2 separate regions of the Mus musculus genome follow, and region 2 is linked to region 1. Evidence: chromatin contacts called from public promoter capture Hi-C data. All regions are on one chromosome and are shown on one strand. The core of a region is the stretch at or near the end of the contact, and the rest is flanking DNA. Distances in the headings are between cores, read along the strand shown.

Region 1 (7,834 bases), core at 1,732-4,231:
GTTTGTTTCTTTTTTTAAGTTTTTTTTTTTTTTTTTTTTTTTTGGACAGGGTCTCTGTAGGCCAGGCTGGCCTCAAACTTGCTTTGTAGCCAACGATGACCAACAATAAAATTCTGATTCTTGTCATGTGTTGGCTCCTAATAGTCCAGTGTTAATAGTCCTATGCCAGCTGTATACAGTGTTGGGGATCAAACCTCAGGGCCCTTGCATGCCAGGCAGTCATTCTACCAACTGAGCTCCATGCCCAGCCTGAAATGAGGGATTTATTTGTGACAGGATTCATTCACCCTTTCTCAAAAGGGGAAACCTCTTTTTCAGCTAGCCTCCTGTCTCTGCAAGCCTCCTAACCTCTTCTTATTTGGTGACCTTATTCTATAAACCAGCTTTCTCTCTTTTAGCTTCAACCTCCATCTTCTTTGCTCTCAACTTTAGCACTCATCATGCGTTCTGTAACCGTCCAGTAACTTAAGGCTGTGTTCCACACTTCCTATCTGGCTTAGCTCACTCAGCCTTGCCATCTTCTTGCTCTCTCTGATAACACACTGGCCTTCTAAGCGCCTCACACTTGTCAGCAACTTTCCAGGAGTCCTGGCTTCCTCATCCCACCCACACAGTACCTGCTTCCCCCACTCCACTTCTTCTCATTCTTCAAAGTGCAGTTTCAGAACCGGACTTTCCCAGACTCGGACAAATGCCTTACATAGACAGGCTGTCAAGATAGTCTAGCTAGAGCCGGGTTTGGTGGCGCATGCCTTTCATCCCAACACTCGGGAGGCAGAGGCAGGCGGTTTTCTGAGTTCGAGGCCAGCCTGGTCTACAAAGAGTTCCAGGACAGCCAGGCCTACACAGAGAAACCCTGTCTCGAAAAAAACCAAAATGAAAAAAAAACAAAAAAAAGAGATAGTCTAGCCAGTATTTTTAGTATTTATCCAACCATAACGAAATAACTAATAGTTACTTTGGGTATGTCTCCCTAACCTTCCAGGAGACACATGCCTGGATCAAATTTTAAATTCCCCTCATGTTTAGAAAGTGTCAAATAAATAATTGAATAAACGTATTATTAGTTAAGCTTCTCCACAAAAGCAAATTTTCTCTACAGAGCTTAACCTCACTCTCTCGCTCCCTGTGGTGGGGCAGACTGAACTTCAATCCCAGGGGCTGCCCCTTGTTAGGCAAGTGGTCTAGTGTCATCTCCTATATAAACATAAAGACAGGCTTTCATTATGTAGCCATGGCGGGCCGAGATCTCACCTTATAATACCAGGCTGGTCTCAAACTCAGAGATCTTTCCAAGTGCTGGGATTAAAGGTATGTGCTACCCAAACTTGTGTTTCTGTAAGTCGAACTCAAATGTAAAAAAATGTTTGTACTGAATATGGCTTGGTGCTTATAATCAATAGCACTGTGGAGATAGAAGGAGGGCCTGGAGTTCAAGGTCAACCTGGGCTAAATCAGACACTGTCTGAAAAGACAAAACAAGAGGGGGCTTCTTAAGTCTGTGACAGCAGTTCACTAGGATTACTAGTCACAACAGATTACCAAATCAGATGACTCATCTTTCCCGAGGCAGTCGGCACCACCTTCTCGTTCAAGTAACTTACTTCCTCCTAGCAGTGAATACTAGGTCAGAGGCCTTCTGGTATTGCCAGCATCGACATTTTTTTTTCTCCCGAGACAGGGTTTCTCTGTGTAGCCTTGGCTGTCCTGGAACTCACTTTGTAGACTAGACTGGCCTTGAACTCAGAAATCCGCCTGCCTCTGCCTCCCGAGTGCTGGAATTAAAGGCGTGAACCACTACATCTTATCCTTTAAATGCTGCTTTCTTGAGCTCAGTGTCTTTTTTACTGTCTGAAGTTTTTTCCTGAATAATCTCACTGTCAGATTGAATGCCTATTTCTAAGGCAAAGACTAATGTATTGTTATTACTCCAGAATCTCCTACACTGCTGATTAGATAGTTTATTTTCCAAGCAGAATTCACCTTGGATTTTCCTTCTCTCTCAATCGCAAAGTCATTCAATCAATCTTGCCATGTTCAATATCTTTTTTTGTTTGTTTGTTTTTGAGACAGGGCTTCTCTGTGTAGCTCTGGCTGTCCTGGAACAAACTGTAGACCTGGCTGGCCACGAACTTAGAAATCCGCCCGCCTCTGCCTCCCAAGTGCTGGGATTAAAGGTGTGCCATGTTTAATATCTAAAACTTTCTGTCATTCTCTAAGACCAGGTCTGCACTTCTGATTTGGACTGCTACCATTATTTGATCAGTTACTTTCTTTTATTAAAATCAATGCTCTATTTTAAGATGCCCAGGTTAAGAGTTGCCTAAAAGTCTAATATATCCCCAGCCGATTTCTCACTTCCCAGTCTCTATACACACATACACACACACACGACGGGGGAGGGGGAAGACCAGGGAGGCGAGGAGACAGACAGACAGACATATTCCTCATTTTTTGAGAACTGGATTTTGCTCATAAAGTAAAGCATTTCAGCGATCAACTCAGTGGTCGCTCTATTCCACCCAGCAAGCTTAATGAGGAGCAACTTTTGAGATATAAATGACTAAAGGAATTAGGTCGAATATCTGCAGCTGCTCCAAATGGCAGTGCGTAAGTAACGACGCTGCACAACTTAGGGGGGAAAAAAAATCTACCCTCAAGAACTGAGTCAGCAACTACTTTCCTGCTACCCCTAACCCTTTAAAGCCCAGCCCTGATCCCACGGAGCAGCCCTTCCCTCGTCCAGATCTTGAGCGAGGCCTCTAAGCCCACTGCCCCGCCCCCTCCCTCTTCCCCCTCGAATAAATCTTCCCACGGAACCCTTTTCCTGTGATCTTCAGGCTACCAGAACCTCGGGGCCATGAAGTCTGTCAACCTGGACCCTCTACACCACTCTATGGCCCATGACCCCCTTCTCCAGTTGGCTCTTACTGTCCAGATAATGTTCCAAATACATCCCAGCAGCCATCTTGAAGCAAAACAAAGCAACTTCCGATCTTCCCCGGAAGTGACTGATACACGACAGGCGCTGTAACCATTCTTGGATTACACCTTTTCCGTACCTGAACTTCCGCCCTTACTAAACTATCTGCCTCGGATACATCCGCCGGAAACTGAACTTTTTTTTTTTTTTTTTTGCGCCTATTCACGGTCATCTACAGCGAGGCTGATTTAGCCTGGCTTCCGCCCTTAATAAGGCGGCAATATGTGTCTGCGACAGGCATGACGTCACGCGAAGTCGCCATTTTGCATTCTCTAGCAAACTTTTTTCCCTCCAAAACTAGGAATGTTTGGTAAATGGGGGAATCTATTATGTGTAGTTATATTTTGCAAATAATCGCTTTCAACAAGTAGGGAATCGAGCTGTTTTGCTTTTCTAATTATGAATCTGGCCACCAACGTCCCAGCTTAAGTAGAATAGTCTCGGAGGCAGATGCTTTCTTCAGAAGTTGTCAGGCTTTGCAAATTTAACCCTTTGCATCTCTCATCACTTACAAGTTTCTTTGTGTAGCCCTCGCTGTTCTCGAACTCCAAGAGACCTTCCTCTGCCTCACTAATGCTGGGATTAAAGGCGTGCGATATGGAGATCCATGTTTGTGTTTTGTAATGGACTTATGTACTGAAAAGACTGGGTCATCAAAGTATATGCTAGATAGCAGCCTTCACCCTAGTCAAAACCTGTCAGGTTGCTGCTCTTAGGGAAAGAGAACTCAAACCTCTTAGTATTGGTGGTAGATTCTAGCAGATAGGTGTCGCCTCAAGTTGATATACCCTTCACAGTAGTTAGACCCCATACTTGTAAGATAAAATTTGAGCTCTTTTATACCCAATAAGCCCAAGTTTCCTGCTGAGCAGTTGCTAAAGCAGGACAGCAGGATGTGGACTCCATTCTAATCTAAGAGCATGCTGTCGGATAACTGACTCGGCCGGCTTTTTCCTATACAATGAGAATAACAGACATTATCATTGCGCAAAAGTGGAAATGGATGTTCACCCACAAAGGAGGAGCTGATTGCAATCCTTGTGATGAGAACAGGTTTGTCAAACTCTCCATAGTTGGTGAGTGGAAAGTGCACCAGGCAGCTAACCAACAATACTGAGGTACTACTGTCCTGGATGCCCAGTCCCAAATTAAATGAGACTTCTTTATCCACATCACCAAGTAGTGACAGCTGGCTAGGTCTCAGATAGGAGAACATTTGCCAATCTTTTCAGTACTGTATGAAGGATTTAATCTTCATGAAGCAGTCTTGGGAAATTAGCCGAATCCTTTCATGGTAGACTGTGAGAAGTTTCTTAAGTTTCTTGTTCTGCTCTGTCCAGCACAATGGTCTTCCATTTTAGGTGAACATGATAACCATTATTATCATGGGAAGCTCACTGCATTTGGCATTTTCTTCCATCTTAAACCCAGTAGCTGGTTATAGTTTCCATCACTGGAAACCTTTGCACTGCAGTCTAATGAGACACTATGTATACGTACACAGTGCCCAGTAGAATTTGGATAATATGGGGTTGGGGGTTCCTTTCAAGAGGCCATACATGTCTGTGCCCCTACCATACCTGGCAAGAGACAAAAGATCTCTGTGTAGTCCTGGCAGTCTTAGAACTTGAAACTAGACCAGGCTGGCCTCTTAGAGATCCAACCACCTCTCCCTCCTGAGCAAAGTCGTGCACCACGGCTTGGCTTTTTTTATTTTTTGCGGTGTGGGGGTGGCAAAGGGGAAAGAATATAGCCGTTTTGTTAAATGTAACCTTGTCTCACATATGTAGGCAGTCCCACGATAGGACATGTATACAACTGTTCCTAAACTGGCAATGGCTTCGGAATAACACATCCGGTGGCTTATGAGCCTAGCATCTGTTCTTCACCCTCTCCAGTCTAAATTCTTCCTGCTGGCCTGGAGAGCTCCCCAGATAGCCTTCCCCACGCTAGCTTACACAGTAGCTCACTGCCTCTCATCCTTAAACATGAATTTATTTCTATACAATGGTCTAAAAACACCCCTTAGTTTGTACATAAGATTTTCATTTTTAAATTGCTTTATAACAACTGTATAATTCCTGATTATTTTATCTGAAATCTCCCATGATTAAAAAAATTAAAAGTCAAAAGAAAATTAAAATGCCATGGCCAGAGGACAAGGTGGAGAAAAAAAAATAAGACAAAAATAAAACATCAATATGAAAATTCTCAGAGATAATGCATTTATAAACACAGAAATGGTTACAACAAAGATGGCCGTGATGAGCAGGTATATATATATATATTTATATATATATATTTATATATAAATCCATGTCCGGCATCTGACCGTGGCACCTAGGGAGGCTAAGTCCAGTCCTGTGTGTGCCCTGAATTCTCCCTTCTCTGCAAAAGACCGAATGGTATTGCAGAGAACACAGCTACCACAGCTCCCAGAGCTCCTTGGACTGGGATAGCGAGACTGAGTATATAGGCCCTTGGTTGGCAGAGAAGGAAGGAGGCTGTTAAGGAAAAATAACTCATACTCTTAAGCCACCCTTGGTCACCGGGGAATCTCTGGCACCTTGGCAACCATGAATCAGCTATTGCCCCCTTACAAATAAAAAGGTATAGTCATCACCCAATATAAAGTGAGACCACGGAAGGGGAAGAAAATGGCTCACAGGGGTCAGGCCACGTGCAAAATCTGTTCTTTTACAGGTAAGCATAGAACGGAAGGCTGGTGGCATTTAGAGCTTCCTTCTCTGTTATCTGGGAGGGCCAGCCACTAGTCTTCCATCAACCTCAACTTTGAGGATGAAGAGAGAGAAAGGTAAGCGCCCCACACTGGATAAGATGTGTGAGCTCCCAGCGGATCCTTCTCTCAAGCACCAAGCCCCAGTTTTAAAAGCTCTGCCTGGATGGGGGCTGTTGGATAACACTATCAGCTCAGGATTCCTTGGCCAATCAGGAGCAGCTGAGAATAAGGATGGTTATCTTGCGAAGAAAAGCCATGCCTGAGACCCAAGGAGCTGGAGACAGGACTTGTCAAGGAAGAAGAGAACTTTCCCACCAAGAAGAGTTGACAAAGGAGGGACCAGGACTTCTCCCCGTTCCGATGGATGGCAGTACGGATCTCTAAGAGCTGGCCAGGTGCTCCACCTGGATGGTGCTGGTGGTGACAGTGAGGCAGATGTCTTTATGATGCTCTGCCGGCTTATAGGGGGTCAAGTCAAAGGAACACTGGGGTGGAGGGTTCGGGTTGCTGTCCCCACCACCCCCTCCCTGGGGAGCTGCCCCAGGGGACTGGAAGTGTGGTGGTTGTGGCGGTGGCTGCTGCTGCTGCTGCTGCTGTGACGCCTGTGAAGCCTGGGCCTGGGCCTGGGCCTGGGCCTGGGCTTGAGCTTGGGCCTGGGCTTGAGCTTGGGCCTGGGCTTGAGCTTGGGCCTGAGCCTGGGCCTGGGCCTGGGCCACCGCTGCTGCTGCTGCCGCTGCTTGCACTTGCTGTTGAAGATCAGGAGGGTTGTGTTTGCGCATATGTTTCATAAGGTATGTTTCCTGAGGGAGATGGGTATGAAAAGAAGTTAAGATAAAAGAAAGGGAAAAAGACAACCTGCAAGTCTCAACCTGGGCTCTTACTCTGTAGTGTCTGTCTACGAAGAGATGTTCTGGAGTGGGGCAAAAAGGAACAGAACCTTTAGAAGTCACGGCGGACGCTGAGTTGGCAGACAGAAACCTATTTCTCTCAAAGACCTCTGAGTGAAGCCATTACAACCTTGTTCTAGAATCTCATAGAAAATACCTGAAATCTAGAATGAAGAGTCACTGCTTATGGCACTAATTATCTCTGAATGCTGACTCTAGTAACTGAGAACAGGGGAAAGCAGATGCCAAGCCAGTCACCCACAGACTCCATCAAGTAAAGACACAGTGGACTGCTGTCTTAAGAGAGATGGGGGTGGGAGGGAGACGACGAGACACACAATACTTACTGATGTATATGCCCGACTGCAGATTGTGCAGGTATAAACCTTGGCGTGTTTCACTGTGTGTGTAGATAAGTGAGCCTCGAGAGAGGCTGCGTCTGTATATGCTCGGTGACAGTTGTGGCACTTGAAGGGTTTATCTTTGTTGTGCTGCCGTCTGTGAGACTGCAAACAATGAGAGAAACCAAAGTGAGTCCCGGTTCTTCCTTGGCCTATAGAGAGTTAGCCTCACGGTGATCACAGGCCATCCTAGCTTCCCGTTCTACAGGAAGGCAGTAGAGACTGCTTTGAATAGAACGTTAGGACTAATGACTGGGAGAGGAAATGTGTCTCAAAAGGCACAACCTTGGGTCGTAGTAAAGTTACACTGGCTTCCAGTGGTCTCGTGAGGTATGGAGACTACATGGTCCTTTCCAAGGGCTCACAGAATCAACTCTTCACGATGAGCTAAGGGCTAAAGAGATGGCTGAGTGGGTAGAGTGTTTGCTGTGCAGGAAGAACTGCTCAGATCCTCGGCATCCACGTAAGAGTAGGTGAGGCCTTGTGAAAACAGGAGCATCCCTGAGGCCTCCTGCTCTAGTCACAAAATAGTGAGCTGGACATGCAGTAAAACACTGTCTCACAAATCAGGCGGTGCTCCAGAAGCAGACGCCCACGGTGCCTCCCCAACATGCCCACACACACACGAGCCAGGTGTGTGCCTCTGCTCGCTCGCTCGCTCGCTCGCTCTCTCACATTATTATAGTATCCCATGAGAGGAGTGGGCTCACACTCACCTAAGCCACAGACCTTGCAAAAATCCTGGGCACAGCAGCACATGCCTGAAATCCCAGCACTTAGAAGGCTGAGGAGTTAGGATGGCAGGTTCAAGGCCAGCCTGAGC
Region 2 (7,834 bases), core at 3,491-5,990, 150 kb after region 1:
CTCTCTCTCTCTCTCTCTCTCTCTGCTCTCCATGCTTTTCCTTTTGAAGTGCATGCCATTTGCGATAAGATCATTCATTATGGACATGTTACAAACCAAAGCTTGTGCGACCTAATCTGCTTTGATATTCACTATTACATATTCACGCTCACTGTTACACCCCCAACACGGACTAAAGTGGCTTGGTCTGGTGGATGCTTAACACTCTTTGAATATATGGATGGGTAGATGGGTGGGTAGATAGGTGGGTGGGTGGCTGGATAGATGGATGGATGGGTGGGTGGGTAGATGAGTAGATGGGTGGGTGGATGGATAGGTGGTGTAATGGTTTGTATATGCTTGGCTCAGGAAGTGACAGGATTAGAAAGTGTGGCCCTGTTGGAGTAGGTGTGGCCTTGTTGGAGTAGGTTTGTGACTGTGGTGTGGGCTTTAATAACCTCATCCTAGCTGCCTGGAAGGCAGTACTCTGCTAATAACCTTCAGATGAAGATGGAGAACTCTCAGCTCTTTCTGCACCATACCTGACTGGATGCTGCCATGTTCCCGCCTTGATGATAATGGACTGAATCTCTGACTGTGTAAGCCAGCCCTAACTAAATGTTGATTTATAGGAGCTGCCTTGGTCATGGTGTCTGCTCACAGCAGTAAAACCCAGACTAAGACAGGTGGATGGATGGGAGGGTGGGTGGGTCTAGAGCACGGTCAAAAATTCAATTGCCTACTGAAGCCTGCTAGGTAGTGCAAATGAGAAAGGAGGGCTGTCTATAAGTTATACGGAAGGGTTTGCATAGCAGACTGTAAGAAAAGAAAGCCCCAGGCAGGGGAGTCAACACCTAGCTGCTTTTAAAGAGCAACTTTGAGGTTTTGTCTGACACGTTCACTTCAATTCATTCACAAAACTGAGTCACTTGGCCAGAATGACTGCAAAGAAAGCTTGGGAGTGTGTGTGTGCTATCTGGTTGCTAAAGGCTGGCCTGCAATTCCAGCTACTTGAGAGGAGGCAGGAGGATTGTCTGAGCCAGGAGTTGGAGATCAGGCTGGGCAGCATTGTAAGATTCCATCTCAAAATAAATAATCAATAAAAAAAATTGAGCTCAGTTGAAATCTGTGAGTTCTGGGGCTAGGGAGATGGTTCAGTGGATAAAGCATTTGCCTCGCAAGTGTGAGGGCTGGAATTTGGACCCCAGAACCTGCATAAAGCCAGCTAGATGCAATAGTGAATGTCTGTAACCTTAGCACTCCTATAATGAGGTGAGAGGCAGAGACAGAGCAACCTAGCATGCTCATGGGCCCAGGATATACAGCAGAGGACAAGACACCCTTGTTCACCCGAGGAAGAAGGTGGAGACCAACACCACTCGAGATTGTCCTTTGATGTTGTCATTGGCATGTGTGTCCCTTTACCCATACAGAATAACACCTCTTTCTCTCTTTCTCTCTCTCCCCCCTTACACACACACACAGATGATAAAAAACGAGGGGGGGGGCTCTATTAGTAAGAAGAAAGAGAAAACCAAATTGAGACATAGCTAAATAAAACTGATAGCTAGGCTCTAAAGAATGAATAAAGGGTCCCCTAGATTTGTGGTTCCCAGCGTATAAGTGTGGCCCGTGGATCCCTAAGAGACCCTGAAACCTTAAAGGGCAAGCCAGCTTTATTAAGGCAACAGGACTCCATCTGCCCGTTGCTGTCCTAAATCCCAGCGGGGCTGCAAAAGCTTCCTGGGTGAAACAGCTGCCTCAGCACAAAGCGAGGTGGTGTCAGGAAAATGCACCCTGGTCCTTCACTGCCAGGCACTTGCCATTTTCAAAAACATGCCCATATTTTACTGAGCAATGTCTTTGGTTGAAACAATAAAATTTAATTTTATTAAAATGCAACCTTTGGGAACACCGTGTTGTGAAACAGGAAGCTGCAGAGAGCACTTGTGGTGCAGATGGGGTTGGGATGTTCGTCGTGAGTAGAAACTCGTGGGGGCCACAAGTCAAGCTACACTTTTAACATCTCTCGTTTCTTCTTACCATTGTAATAATTTGTTTATTTTTGCTGCCAGTACTCTTAACTGCTGAGCTATCTCCCCAGCCCATTATTGTTTAAAGTTAACATGCATAGCGATGGGTTTCACACATGTATGTCATCACAGTGATGGCATCTTCATATGTATAGATTATTAAGCTTTGCTTTTATCTTATTCTTCCCGAGCCCCTATGCCCATCTTGCTGAAGCAGCCACTTTTTTTAGTTGTCTGTTTGTGTGTGTCTGTGTGTGTTTTGTTTTTCATTTGTTTGTTGTGTGTGAGCATTTTGCCTCCACATATGTTATGTACCTGGTGCCGGTGGGAGGCCAGAAGATGGGGCAGATCCCCTGGTGCTGAAGTTACACACAGTTGTGAGCCACCAGGCAGGTGTTGGGAATAGAACCTGGATCCTCTGGAAGAGCAGCCAGTGCTCTTAACCACTGAGCCATCTCTTTAGGCCCAGAACCAGCCACTTTTTCAGAGTAGGGGGATGGCTAGAACACGTGTATACCTTTTAGTGATCACTCTGGCTGCTGTGTGGAACATGACCTGGAGGAAAGCAGAAGACAGAGTGGGTACCCACCAGCCATGGGTATCAAAGGCCTTGGCAGGGAGGGTGATGGTAGCCAGAGACCCAAGACTCTGGGTTCACCTCAAGACTAAACAATTTTGCCAGGTGTGGTGGTGCATGACTTTAATCCCAGCACTCAAGGGGCAGAGGCAGGAGGATTTCTATGACTCTGAGGCCAGCCTGGTCTATAAATGGAGTTCCAGGATAGCCTAGGCTGTTCTTCAGAGAGAAATACTCTCAAGAACAAACAAACAGACATGAACGGAGTTTGTTTTTCCTACCACTGTTTCTATATGGCTTCTCTAGCCACTAAGAGATTGTTGTTGCAAGCAGCACTTGAATAAAGAGTGCCTTTGCCCCCTTATAAGAGTTCTTCCTGCCAAGCTCCCCTGACCTTGTGGCTTTGCTTGGCTCCAGAGGACATTCCTCCAAGGTTTTATCTGTGCTTGAAGTTTTCCAAAGTCAGGCAGTCATGGGGCTGCATCTGGGTCAGGATTTGTGCCCAATAAAGGAACAGCGAACCATCTGGATCCCAACAGGAGAGGCCAGGACATGGGAGTTAGGGACTGGAGCCACCATGCCGGCATAGAATGGCAATGTCACCCTACGCTGACATAGTGGTTCAGAATGACCTAGAGAGATTTGAAAGACATTTAGAAGAATTTGTAAATAGATACATGACAGGGATTGGGGACTGAGGAAGTAAAAGATTGCATTCAATGTGTTTGGCTTAGCTATCTTGCCGTCACTCTGTAGAAAACTTGAGGCAAGGGCAGGCAGATGCTAAGTCTGTCCAGAACTAGTCTGAGATTTATGGAAATTGCTATGTGAAGAGACACAATGACCAAGGCAACTCTCATGAAGGAAACCATTTAATCGGGGACTTGCTTGCAGTTTCAGAGGGAGTCTATTATCTTCATGGTGCTGGACCAGTAGCTAAGAGCTACATCCTGATCTGTGGGGGGGGGGTGTGGGGGGGGAGAACAGAGAGAGAGGGAAGGAGGGAGGGAAGAACAGAGAGAGAGAGAGAGAGAGGAAGGAGACTGGGCTTGGCATGGACTTTTAAAACCTCAAAGCCTTCCCCCAGTGATATACTTCCTCCAATAAGGCCACACTTCTTAGTCCTTATAATCCTTTCAAATAGTACTACTCTCTGGTGACTTAGCATTCAAATACATGAACCTATTAGGGCCATTCTTAGTCAAACCACCACAGTCTGCAGAGCTTAGGTGAGATCTGGGCTAGAGGAGAATATGGGGAATGTTAGCAACAGACTGCTCCCTAGTCTCCAGTCATTCCTGTCTTCTCAGATGTTCGTATTGCAGTCCAGGCCTCTCTGCCACAGCGAGTCAGATATACAGTCTGCTGATCACAGGCTGCACATTGCACAGATGCTCTCAGGGGTGTGTAATGAGAAGCCCTCAGAGGGATCACCACAGCTGCTCTCAAATTGTCACTAAAGGAAGTGTAGCGTGTTTGCTTACCTGTCCAAAACAGTGGCCCTACTCTTCCTGTAAGATGGGCACACAGTCTGAATGGCTTCTTTCTGCCTTCCCCATAGAGGAGACACACAAGGTTCTCATCATGCATGCTTTTTTGCACCTTGGCCATGTGCTACCCACTCAATCTCCAGCAATGGAGTAAGGGAAAGCCAAACCACTATGTCTTTAGCTGCCACAGAGCCGTGTTGACTCTTGCTGTTTCCCTATGGGCTCTTTGTCATCTCTAGAACAGCCGACTTAGTGGATCTGTTGGGCAACGTAATCTAAATTTTCCATTGATTAAATTGCTAACTTTTTTTTTTAAAACATGGCATTACTGCATAGGCAGCCTAGTCTGGCCTTGAGCTTGTGATTTTTCTGCCTAAATCACCCAGTGCTGGGGTTACAGTTACATGCCCGTGCCCGTGCCCGTGCCTGTAAGCCTTGCCTCACGTTGACCTAACCAGGCTGTTTCAGCTTTTTACGGCACCAAACAATAGTGACATTCCAGACTCCAGCTTGATTCTGCTCAGGCATTTTCAGTGACTTTGGCATTTTTAATTTTTCAACTTCCCCAACAACTGGGGGTGGGAGGGAGGGACTCCTGAGGGCTGGCTTACGTCCGCCGTGCAGAGGAGCCTCACGACCAGGCTTCCTGTCTTTTCATTTACGAACATCTGTGAAGGCAAAGCAAGACTCTCTTCTTCACTAGGTACCTGTTTGCAAAGTCTCGAGCCCTCATATACACACACCTGTGCAAGAAGCAGAGTGAAGGAAGGACTGGCCAGAGGTAAGAGGGACGTGTTCAACTTTGTTCTTTCAAGGAGCTGGAAGGGGCAGCTAATGTGCCGGAATGTTCTGGATGCAGTTCTCTGTTCTCAGTTGTGGCCTGGGGTTCTCCTGTATTCCTCTTAGAACGGGTCATGAACAGTGATCTCCCACTGGAATCATGAGCTTCGAAAGGCTCAGCAGTAAGCCCTTCTCATCTTTGCCTGCCCATGGCCCCAAGTATAGTTTAGTGCTCAGAGCAGTAGGTGCCCCCTTGAACCACCCCAGGAAGAATGCAAAGTCAGAGGGGTAGAAAGGCAGCTGGGACATGGTGGGGTGTGGGGGCAATAGTGGGGAGTGGAAAGCTGGGGAGAGAGAAAATACAGAAATAATTTAGCAGAGGACTGAAGATTAGAAAGAGGAAACTTTGAGAATGGAAGAGACACTAAAACAAAACAACAACAACAAAAAGAAACAGAAAACACAAGAAAAACAGAGTGGACGATATGCAATTAAAAAAAAAAAACTTTCTTAAAAGTCTTCACCAAGGATCATGCAATCAAGAACACTGCAGGCCACATGGTCCATTTTGGGCTCGCTCAATTTCATTTGTGTTGACGTGAGCTGTTAAACTCTTGTTTTCTTCTGTGAAGTTTTAGGGTTTTGGCTTGTTGTGTTTTGTTTCTGAGGTTTCACTGTGTTGCCTGGGCTGGTCTCAATATCCTGGGCCCAGATGATATTATTGCTTCAGCTTCCCCAGTAGCTGGGACCAAGGCACATGCCACTCTGTCTGGGCTGATATTTAGGGTTTTTGAAATGTTCTAAGGGGACTCTGTTTTAGTTACCCTGGGTTAGGAGTTGAGGAGGGGATTTTATCAGAAAATGTTAAAACTGGCCCCTTATCTATGAATTGCTGTAAAGGGACACTTTTTTTTTTAAAAGTAGACATGTTAGAATAATTAATTCTAAGAGAATTAGTCTTGGCTACAGACCCCAGAGGGCTTGGTACAAAGCGGTCATAAGTCAGGACTCTATTTCTCAAGATGGGGTGAGCTTCCCTGTCTCCACACCCTCAGACCTTTCTCCTTCCCCAGAGCCACATGGTCTTGAAGTTATGTTGTGCCCCTGAGTGTCCTTCAGTTCATAGACTTGTTCCCAGACAGTGGTCTCCTGAGGTTCATTCTGACCCTTCAAAATAGAAAGGTTCCGTTGAGGTAATTCAAAAACTCTTCTGAGTGGAATAGCGGAATATCCTGGTCTCGTAGGGAACTCTTTTTGGAAGCAAGGCTGGGAGAACCCGATGAGGGAGGCCAGTGCTATTTAGTGTTCTGACCATTTCCGATGCTATCTTAGATTCTCTAGGTTAATACAAAATGGCCGCCCTGAACCACTAAAGAAAGATCCTCCGAGGAGCCAGATACCTAGAACCAGTTTTCCCTTTCAATCCGAGGCCCTCACAGAAGAGGCCTGCCTCTATGTACAGAGTCTTCCCCACGGTCAACCAGTTCTAGGAAGAGGCTCCAAGTGGCCTTCGGTCTCACTCTTGACCGCAGTGGTTGGCACATTTTAGACACTTAATAAACATTTGTTGGGTTAAATACCTTGGATGGAGATGGGAAAGGGGATGACGGAAGGGAGGATGTAGATGTGTCTGTAGGGTGTGAATGTTCAGTGCTGCTTACAGCATTGTTTAGACCTTTCTTTCTGAGTCAAGAGAAGCAGGGGTTACAGAGCTCCCACCCACTGCCACCCACCCGCTGCGTGTAGGCACCCGAGGCAAAGGAGAGGGTGGCAGAGGTTGCAGCCACTGAACCACAAGGGTCGCTTAGAGGGTCACATCTCTAGGAAGTTTATACGAAGCTAGGCAACAGAGGAAGGGTGTGTGGCGGGGGGCACATCCCACAACTGGGCTAGAGTGGGCTGACTGGGGGGCCATGAGGAGAAGATGAAAACGCATTCGGGACCACAGGCTGTCACTGTGGTGGGGCTGCTGTGCTGGAACTGTGCCCTCCTCTCCCATCTCTGGGGGCCATGTGAGGGTGGCAGGAACCCCAAGTACCTTAAAAGGTGTGTGGTGTGTACTGTCACTTGATAACATCCCTTGTGTGGTCCCTCTCTTTGTTCTTTTGGTGTTGAGTTCTCTGCATGTATCTTGCCTTCTAGAGTCTCTTCATTCCTATGCCTCTCCTTCTGACATGTTCTTGTCATGTGTTGATGGATCCTGTGAAGGGTGGTTGTTGCTTACTGACTTTTCTTTGTCCCTTTCTCTTTCGCTCCTGTCTTCCCTTGAGGCTTCTGTGGTTGGTTTGTTGTTGTTGTTGTTTGTTTGTTTGTTTGTTTTTTTCCAGAAAACATGTCCCCTCTCCCTCAACTCTGCAGCCAATTCCTCTCACATCCACCCTTCCGGTCCAGCCTATACTCCACAGCTTCCTGTCAGATCAAAGCTCCTGGAAGACCTACCAGAAGCCAGGCTACTTGTTTACAGGGTAGAAGGAACCAGAGATCTTGGTGGCATCTGAGGAGAGGAAAGGGGAGAAAGAGGAGATAGGGGGCACTCCAAGGGGAAGAGAACACTAAAGGCTGCAGCTCAGAGGAAGACATCCAAGGAGCTGAAGGCCAAAGCACAAGCATGGAAAAATAGATTGAGAAATGCAGACATGAGCAGAGACGGGGGAGGGGGACATTGCAGCCAGTCAGCTCTTGCATCCTTTCCCAGGGGTGACGTACACAGGATGCTGCGCTTACTCTTTATGAGATATAGCGCCTCTGGGGAGGCTGAGGATGTGGGAATCAAAGGCCAGGTCTCTGGGGTAGCAGCGGAAACCTGAAGCACCAATGCAGGCTGTGGCTGGAAACCCACAGCCTCCTCCACTGAGCCAATTCCCAGCGTGCGTTGGTGTGGGGCCAGGAGCTGGAGACAGACTCCAAGGTTGTACAGTGAGGGAGAGAAAGTGCCTACCCTCTGGGGAAGAGCCAGGAATGCCCTCGTTCCTCCA

What was found. Promoter capture Hi-C pulls out the DNA fragments that hold promoters and counts their contacts.
Region 2: a contact with region 1 is called in a promoter capture Hi-C map of stem cell-derived epiblast-like cells, with 3 times the contacts expected there. The contact joins the promoter of Cd4 here to the promoter of Ing4 in region 1. A contact is called at or near these places in 25 of 39 promoter capture datasets (the 3T3-L1 cell line, the C10 cell line, the HPC-7 cell line and 14 more), 7 of 484 Hi-C or Micro-C datasets (CD4 T cells, brown adipocytes, embryonic fibroblasts and 3 more), 11 of 115 datasets of contacts at active chromatin or transcription factors (the 230-238 cell line, T-cell acute lymphoblastic leukemia, bone marrow-derived macrophages and 8 more) and 4 of 9 other capture datasets (adipose tissue, liver, macrophages and 1 more).

The regions. Positions count from the first base shown.
Region 1 is chr6:125,034,995-125,042,828 of GRCm38.p6, reverse strand. It overlaps Ing4 (inhibitor of growth family, member 4), which reads right to left and starts at 2,981. Exons shown (of 8, transcript NM_133345.2): 1 at 2,932-2,981. The coding sequence starts at 2,968. The region is part of intron 1 of 4930557K07Rik (RIKEN cDNA 4930557K07 gene); the gene reads left to right. It overlaps Zfp384 (zinc finger protein 384), which reads right to left. Exons shown (of 12, transcript NM_001372420.1): 11 at 6,958-7,116; 12 at 4,960-6,523. The coding sequence ends at 6,104.
Region 2 is chr6:124,885,106-124,892,939 of GRCm38.p6, reverse strand. Cd4 (CD4 antigen) reads left to right here and starts at 4,740. Exons shown (of 10, transcript NM_013488.3): 1 at 4,740-4,860.